2 separate regions of the Mus musculus genome follow, and region 1 is linked to region 2. The links are chromatin contacts, called in public Hi-C maps. All regions are on one chromosome and are shown on one strand. The core of a region is the stretch at or near the end of the contact, and the rest is flanking DNA. Distances in the headings are between cores, read along the strand shown.

The links. Hi-C and Micro-C count contacts between places; a contact is called where the count stands out from the background.
Region 1: a Hi-C map of epidermal suprabasal cells shows a contact between it and region 2, with 2.8 times the contacts expected there. The contact joins two enhancer-like sites. A contact is called at or near these places in 1 of 39 promoter capture datasets (pre-B cells), 25 of 484 Hi-C or Micro-C datasets (the G1E-ER4 cell line, the N1E-115 cell line, cerebral cortex and 15 more) and 8 of 115 datasets of contacts at active chromatin or transcription factors (the NIH/3T3 cell line, embryonic basal ganglia, embryonic hindbrain and 4 more).

What each region holds. Positions count from the first base shown.
Region 1 is chr4:149,056,960-149,059,659 of GRCm38.p6, forward strand. The region is part of intron 2 of Pex14 (peroxisomal biogenesis factor 14); the gene reads right to left. Among named protein-coding and RNA genes, the nearest start is that of Gm46722, 40 kb to the right of the region's middle. Within about 2 kb of position 1,257, at least 37 of the 459 cell types and tissues checked have an H3K27ac peak or open chromatin away from gene starts, as enhancers often do. A contact at or near this core is called in epidermal suprabasal cells, where this site is marked.
Region 2 is chr4:148,819,009-148,821,708 of GRCm38.p6, forward strand. All of the region lies in intron 1 of Casz1 (castor zinc finger 1), which reads left to right. Among named protein-coding and RNA genes, the nearest start is that of Casz1, 16 kb to the left of the region's middle. Within about 2 kb of position 1,368, at least 32 of the 459 cell types and tissues checked have an H3K27ac peak or open chromatin away from gene starts, as enhancers often do. A contact at or near this core is called in epidermal suprabasal cells, where this site is marked.

The DNA of each region.
Region 1 (2,700 bases), core at 7-2,506, 240 kb after region 2:
ACCGCCCCAGATGGAACAAGACACGCTACACGCTACACGCACACTTGCAATTTTCCAACTGAGTCCAGCATCACTGCAAAGGATTAGTGCACCTAATGCACAGCCTGGCTTGGGACGACGCGGCCTTGGCAACGCCTTTGTAATCAGGTAGCCTATTACAAACCTAGCGCAGCAGACAGAACTCAAAGTCCAGGCATCCTCACCAGGTGCTTTCAAGCCCAGCACCTTGCTGCCCTCTGGCTTTTAAGCACTCTCCTTCCAGAGAGCATCTGTGCTTTCCCCACAGTCCTCGCTGCCCTCTGCCACGACCACTTAGTGCAGCACCACCCATGAGCACTAAAGGACCGGCAGAAAGCGCAGCAGCCCCCAGCACGGCAGCGCGTCTAAATAGGGAGATCTAGGCAGCGCATTATCTGGAATGTGCTGGGGGTGGGGGGTTGCTAGAAAAAGAGGGTGCAAGGGGAACCTTTCCACTATTTCAGAAGTGTGCTCTCAAAATCGTTCCCCCGTTAGATAGCACACAGTGTGGAGTGTGAAGAAAAGAAGACACAGAGCGTGGCTACTCCTCTCCTCTGGCACCGCTGTGACAGGCACACGGGAAGAAACACGACCGGCTTTCTTTCTCCCACAGAGGACAAAGCGGACACAAGGACCTTCACACTGTCTCCCCTTCAACAGCGCTAACAATCTAAGCACTGTAAATCAAGGATGAAATTCCTGGGCCAGGAAGTGACGGAGAGGCGTTTCTTTCTGTAAAGAGCCCCGTGCTGCCTGCCTGCCTGCCTGCCTGGGAGCCAGCACTTTGGGGCAAGAGGTGGGTGGGCAGGCAGGAAGGCAGAGAGTACGGTGGCCGTAGGTCTTCACCTAGTAAACACAGCGTTACTATGTACGGTGGCCTTGCTTCAAAAGTTATTTATTTCACAAAACCACTCTGCTAAATGGGTTTCAATCTAATTGAATCACATCTGCATAGGGCAAATGCAGTGAGCTGAGATTCTCCATCTATTCCTTGGCTGAAGGGTTCACGAATTTCTTAGTACTTACTAAGTACACTATACCCGAGAATGTAAGAAGAGCAGAGAGCACTGTCTGTTGCTCCAACCCTTTGCAGAAGACAAGGTCTATAAAACACCCTGAAGGACACAAAGCTCGAAGGCAGGAGCTTCCTGCATCTTGCGGCCCACAATCACGGGTGGTGCCTGATCACCCAGGTCTTCAGAATGCACCACCCACAACTACCTCCTCTTCAGAACCTGGAGTCCAGCATATGCCTGGCACAGATGACTCTGCACGGCAGTCACTGTCTCTCCTCCCCGTCTCTTAGGTCATGTCACAAAGAAATTCAGCTTTCTCAAGAACTACACCTACACATCCAGGACATCATCCCTGTTGCCGAGGGCTCAGCGTGGAAGCTAAGGAAGCCCCCTCCCACCCTCCTCCTCTCGCTAGGCCAGCCTGTTGGTGTGAACACAACAGAAAGTTGCAAAGAACACAAGTTTAAGGGAGAATTCTGCCACACGCTGAGTCTTCCAAATCTGGTTCAGCCACATTCCTGCCCACAGCCTGCACCTCCCTACAGTTTCAGAACGCAGCTGCACACATCTCTTCAAATTCAGATTTCTAGCACCTCTAATTACAGGCCTCTTGAGCCAGGCTCCTTTAATTAATGAACCTGACTCCTCTCTCTTCAAAGGGAATCTGCATATGAGATGTACGTGGTGAGCTGACCCTATCAGCGCTATGATCGGCTGCCTCACTTGCACCCAACAAAAGCAAAGGCGTCTCAGGCCCCACTGGCCAGTCCAGCCCACCCTCATCTGATGTGGGCCAAGTGTGTGCTTAAGGCCATAAAACAGTTCTCGGAACCTGACAGAGGAGAAAGCTTTGCTAGGTGTGACTAGCAGAACTGCAGGAGACGCTGGTTCTCCCTGCTCACCTGCTCTACCCGCTTCCCTCTGCCAGGATGAGTGTGGAATGCAGGCTGGAGAGCGGACCACTCATCAGGGCTGGACTCTGACATCTCTGGGGAGAAATAAACGCAGCAGGCAGGTCTGGAGCCCAGTTATCTATCGCAGGACTGAACCTTACTATAAGCCAGGCAGGGAAAGGCTCACGAAGCACCACCACTGTTCAGCGGCTGTGGGGCGCGATGTGAGCCCTTGCCCGCTCGCTCACCCTCCATGCCGTTCCTTAGCTATGCGATTTGCTGCCTGTAGCCTCACTCCTGAAAGTGGCTCTGTGGAGGCAGCTTGTAATCAGGAGAGCCGCACTGACTTTGGATTTCACAAAATCTGAAAACAGTTACAAATAACAACCCAGATGCCAGAAAAGACAAGGTCTGCTCTGGGCCTACTTAAAACAATTCCAGATAGTGGGTAAAGCACAGGCTGCTTGCTCCCCCAGAGGTCTAAGGAGTTCAATTCCCAGCAACCACACGGTGGCTCACAACCATCCATACGGTGATCTAATGTCCCTTTCTGTCATAAACTCATATACATAAATAAATAAATCTTAAAAGAAAAAAAACTGACTAATTCTAGGTAAGGTTTCAGGCAGAAGAATCGAGAGGCAGTAAAAAAAATTCCAGCAGGTTTGGCAAAAAGGAAAATGGGTTGTGCTCTGCCCCTACCATCCAACAGCTATTTCCCAAGCATCCCACAGCAGGCAATAATCAGACAACATTTCCATGATTTGCCAAAT
Region 2 (2,700 bases), core at 118-2,617:
CCACCAGGCCTGGTCACGTGGTCGAGTGTAGGTTGGTCTGCCCTCGAAGTGCACGCTTCCCTTCCAGCACGGGGAAATACAGAGCCCCATCTGAACAGAAACTGTTAAAAGAGGTACAAGGAAGGACATTGACCCTGAACTTAATTATTATGACATACTCTTTCACGCCATCATACCTGGTGTCTTTCCATCCAGGATTTTTTCCTTTGGTCACTGTGTCTATGTATAGAATGTGTATTTTAAATAATCGTGATCTATGGTCTAAGTGGAGACCCTGGATGAGGTCAGAATGAGCTGCGGCCAGAGCTGGGTGGTTGACTCTCTGTAAACCTGCGTGTGATGCTCAGCCATCCTACCAGTCAGTCACAAGACTCTTGAACTAGAGGCTAGAGAAGCAAGCCGGGCCACTGGGCGGGCAAGCGGGCCCTGCGTGCTCTCTGGGGTTGGTTTTGCCTGCTCGCTTCACTGGTAGAATATCCCTTTTAACTCCCTTCCCTCTTGCTTTTGACAAATGGGCATATTTGTACCATTTTCCCGAATGACCTTCTCGCCTTGGGGTAATGAGAAAATGAAGGTCTTAGCTAAGTGCTTTGAGATATTCAGATATAAAAGCGGAGAACGCGTGTTGTCGTGGGCCTTTTGCTGCCAGGGTGCTTTATAGAGAGAGGAAGTGCAGCTTCGGGGGTGAAGGTCGGCTGAAGGATGAGGGCCAGCCGCAGGACCTGTGTCTCTCTGGGTGCAAGGGCAGGAGAGTTCGGGGCCTGGCAAGGTTTGGGTGGGGCTCCGGACCATCTTCCAGGTACGCTTCCCAAGGCCAGGCACCCACAGACAAGGTGATCTGGGTCGCTCAGGCAAAGCCCCCAGCCTGGGTTTAGCTCTTGTGGATACATGATCTGATTTAAAGATATTCCCCTGTGCCGTCATAGCGTCCTCCCGTGATAACGCAGGGAATAAATCCTGCCTCGCCTATGCAAATAGCTATCTCGAGGATGATTTTGAAACATAGAAAAATATTTATTATATGTATTGGAGAAAATGCCCCTCCCTCTGAATGTCCAGTGTTCTGACGGCCACCAGAGAAACTCTATGAAAAAGCTTGAAAGATGTCCCCGAAATGACAGCATTAAAAGGGGGGGGGCACAGAGGACTCAGGCTGATTTGTTTTTTTATTTCATAACATTTTATTTAAATTCCCCCTATGATTAACAGCCAACAAAGCTGAAGTGCCAGCCCAGCGGGGAGCCCTGGCAAGGGTGGGGGGCGGGGCCGCGCCCCAAGAGGGCGCCTGCACCCACGGCCCCCGCAGGGCTCTGAGCTCACCGGCTCTGCCAGCAAAGCAGACCTATGAGCTCTCGGGAACCGAGGCGGATCGGTGACTCAGAACTCCGTGTTGTGCTCTCTTCAACAATAGCTTTTGTCCTTTGCCCAAAACCCTGGGCCAGTGTGTGAAAAAAAAATTAGAAAATTATGAGATAGTTTGTTCTTTCCTTACCAGCTGGTGCCAGCACTGGGTGCTTTATTTATTCAAGGTGGGGAGGCAGGGAAGGCAGGGTGGAGGTGAGGGAGAAGGAAAAAGAAAAACAAGGTAGAAACTCGGACAAGGCCCAAGAAAGGTCTACACCTCCACAACAAACTTTCTTTGTTTCATAGTGGGGAGGGAAAAAAATAAGGAAAAAAATGTAGAAGGCTTGTTGGAACTGAATACGGCTCCCTGCATGGCATCCACGCATGGGACTGCCCCTGTTCAGTCCCACTACCTCAGTCTTGTGTTTGTGGAGCAGGGAACTGATAGAAAGACAGAGCCCCCCACAGGGGCCCAGATAGAAAGACAGCAGGCAGCTGGACAGCTGGGGGAGCGAGGATGACCCAGTGGTGGCTGATGCTCTGACCGATGGTGCCTAACAGTCAGTAGCCTGGCTCCTCACTACCAGCTGCGTTTTGTTTTCCTGAGAGCCAGGAAGATGTCTCCATTGGTGAAGCACTTGGTTTGAAAGTACAAGAATCTGGATTCAAATCTCTAAAACCTAGATTTTAAAAAAAGGTGAGCAGGGCAGTGCGTACTTGTAACCCCAGCACCGGGGAGGCAGAGACGGAAGGATCCTGGGGGCTCTGGAGCTAGGCAATAGCTCTGGGTTCAGTGAGAGATCTGGTCCCACAAATAGGGCAGATATATAGATAAAGAAAGATGTGGAACATTGACCTCTGGCCTCCACAAACACTATTGAATGTGTGCCTGCATATACACGTACTACACACACACACACACACACACACACACACACACACACACACACGCTCATGCAACTCTTCCTGGGGTCTCTGCTACTGTATCATTTGGAATCTCGAACAGCATGTAGATCAGCATCAAGCCCAATGTGGCCTTATTTTATTATTGAAATTTTATTTATTTTTATTTTATGTATATGAGTGTTTGCCTGAATGTTTTTTTGTTTTTTTGTTTGTTTGTTTTGGTTTTCCGAGACAGGGTTTCTCTGTATAGTCCTGGCTGTCCTGGAACTCACTCTGTAGACCAGGCTGGCCTCAAACTCAGAAATCCACCTGCCTCTGCCTCCCGAGTGCTGGGATTAAAGGCGTGCGCCACCACACCCGGCTTGTTTGCCTGAATGTATGTATATGAATTGTATATATCCCAGTGTCTACAGAGATCAGAAGAAGGCATTGGATTTCCTGGAAATGGAG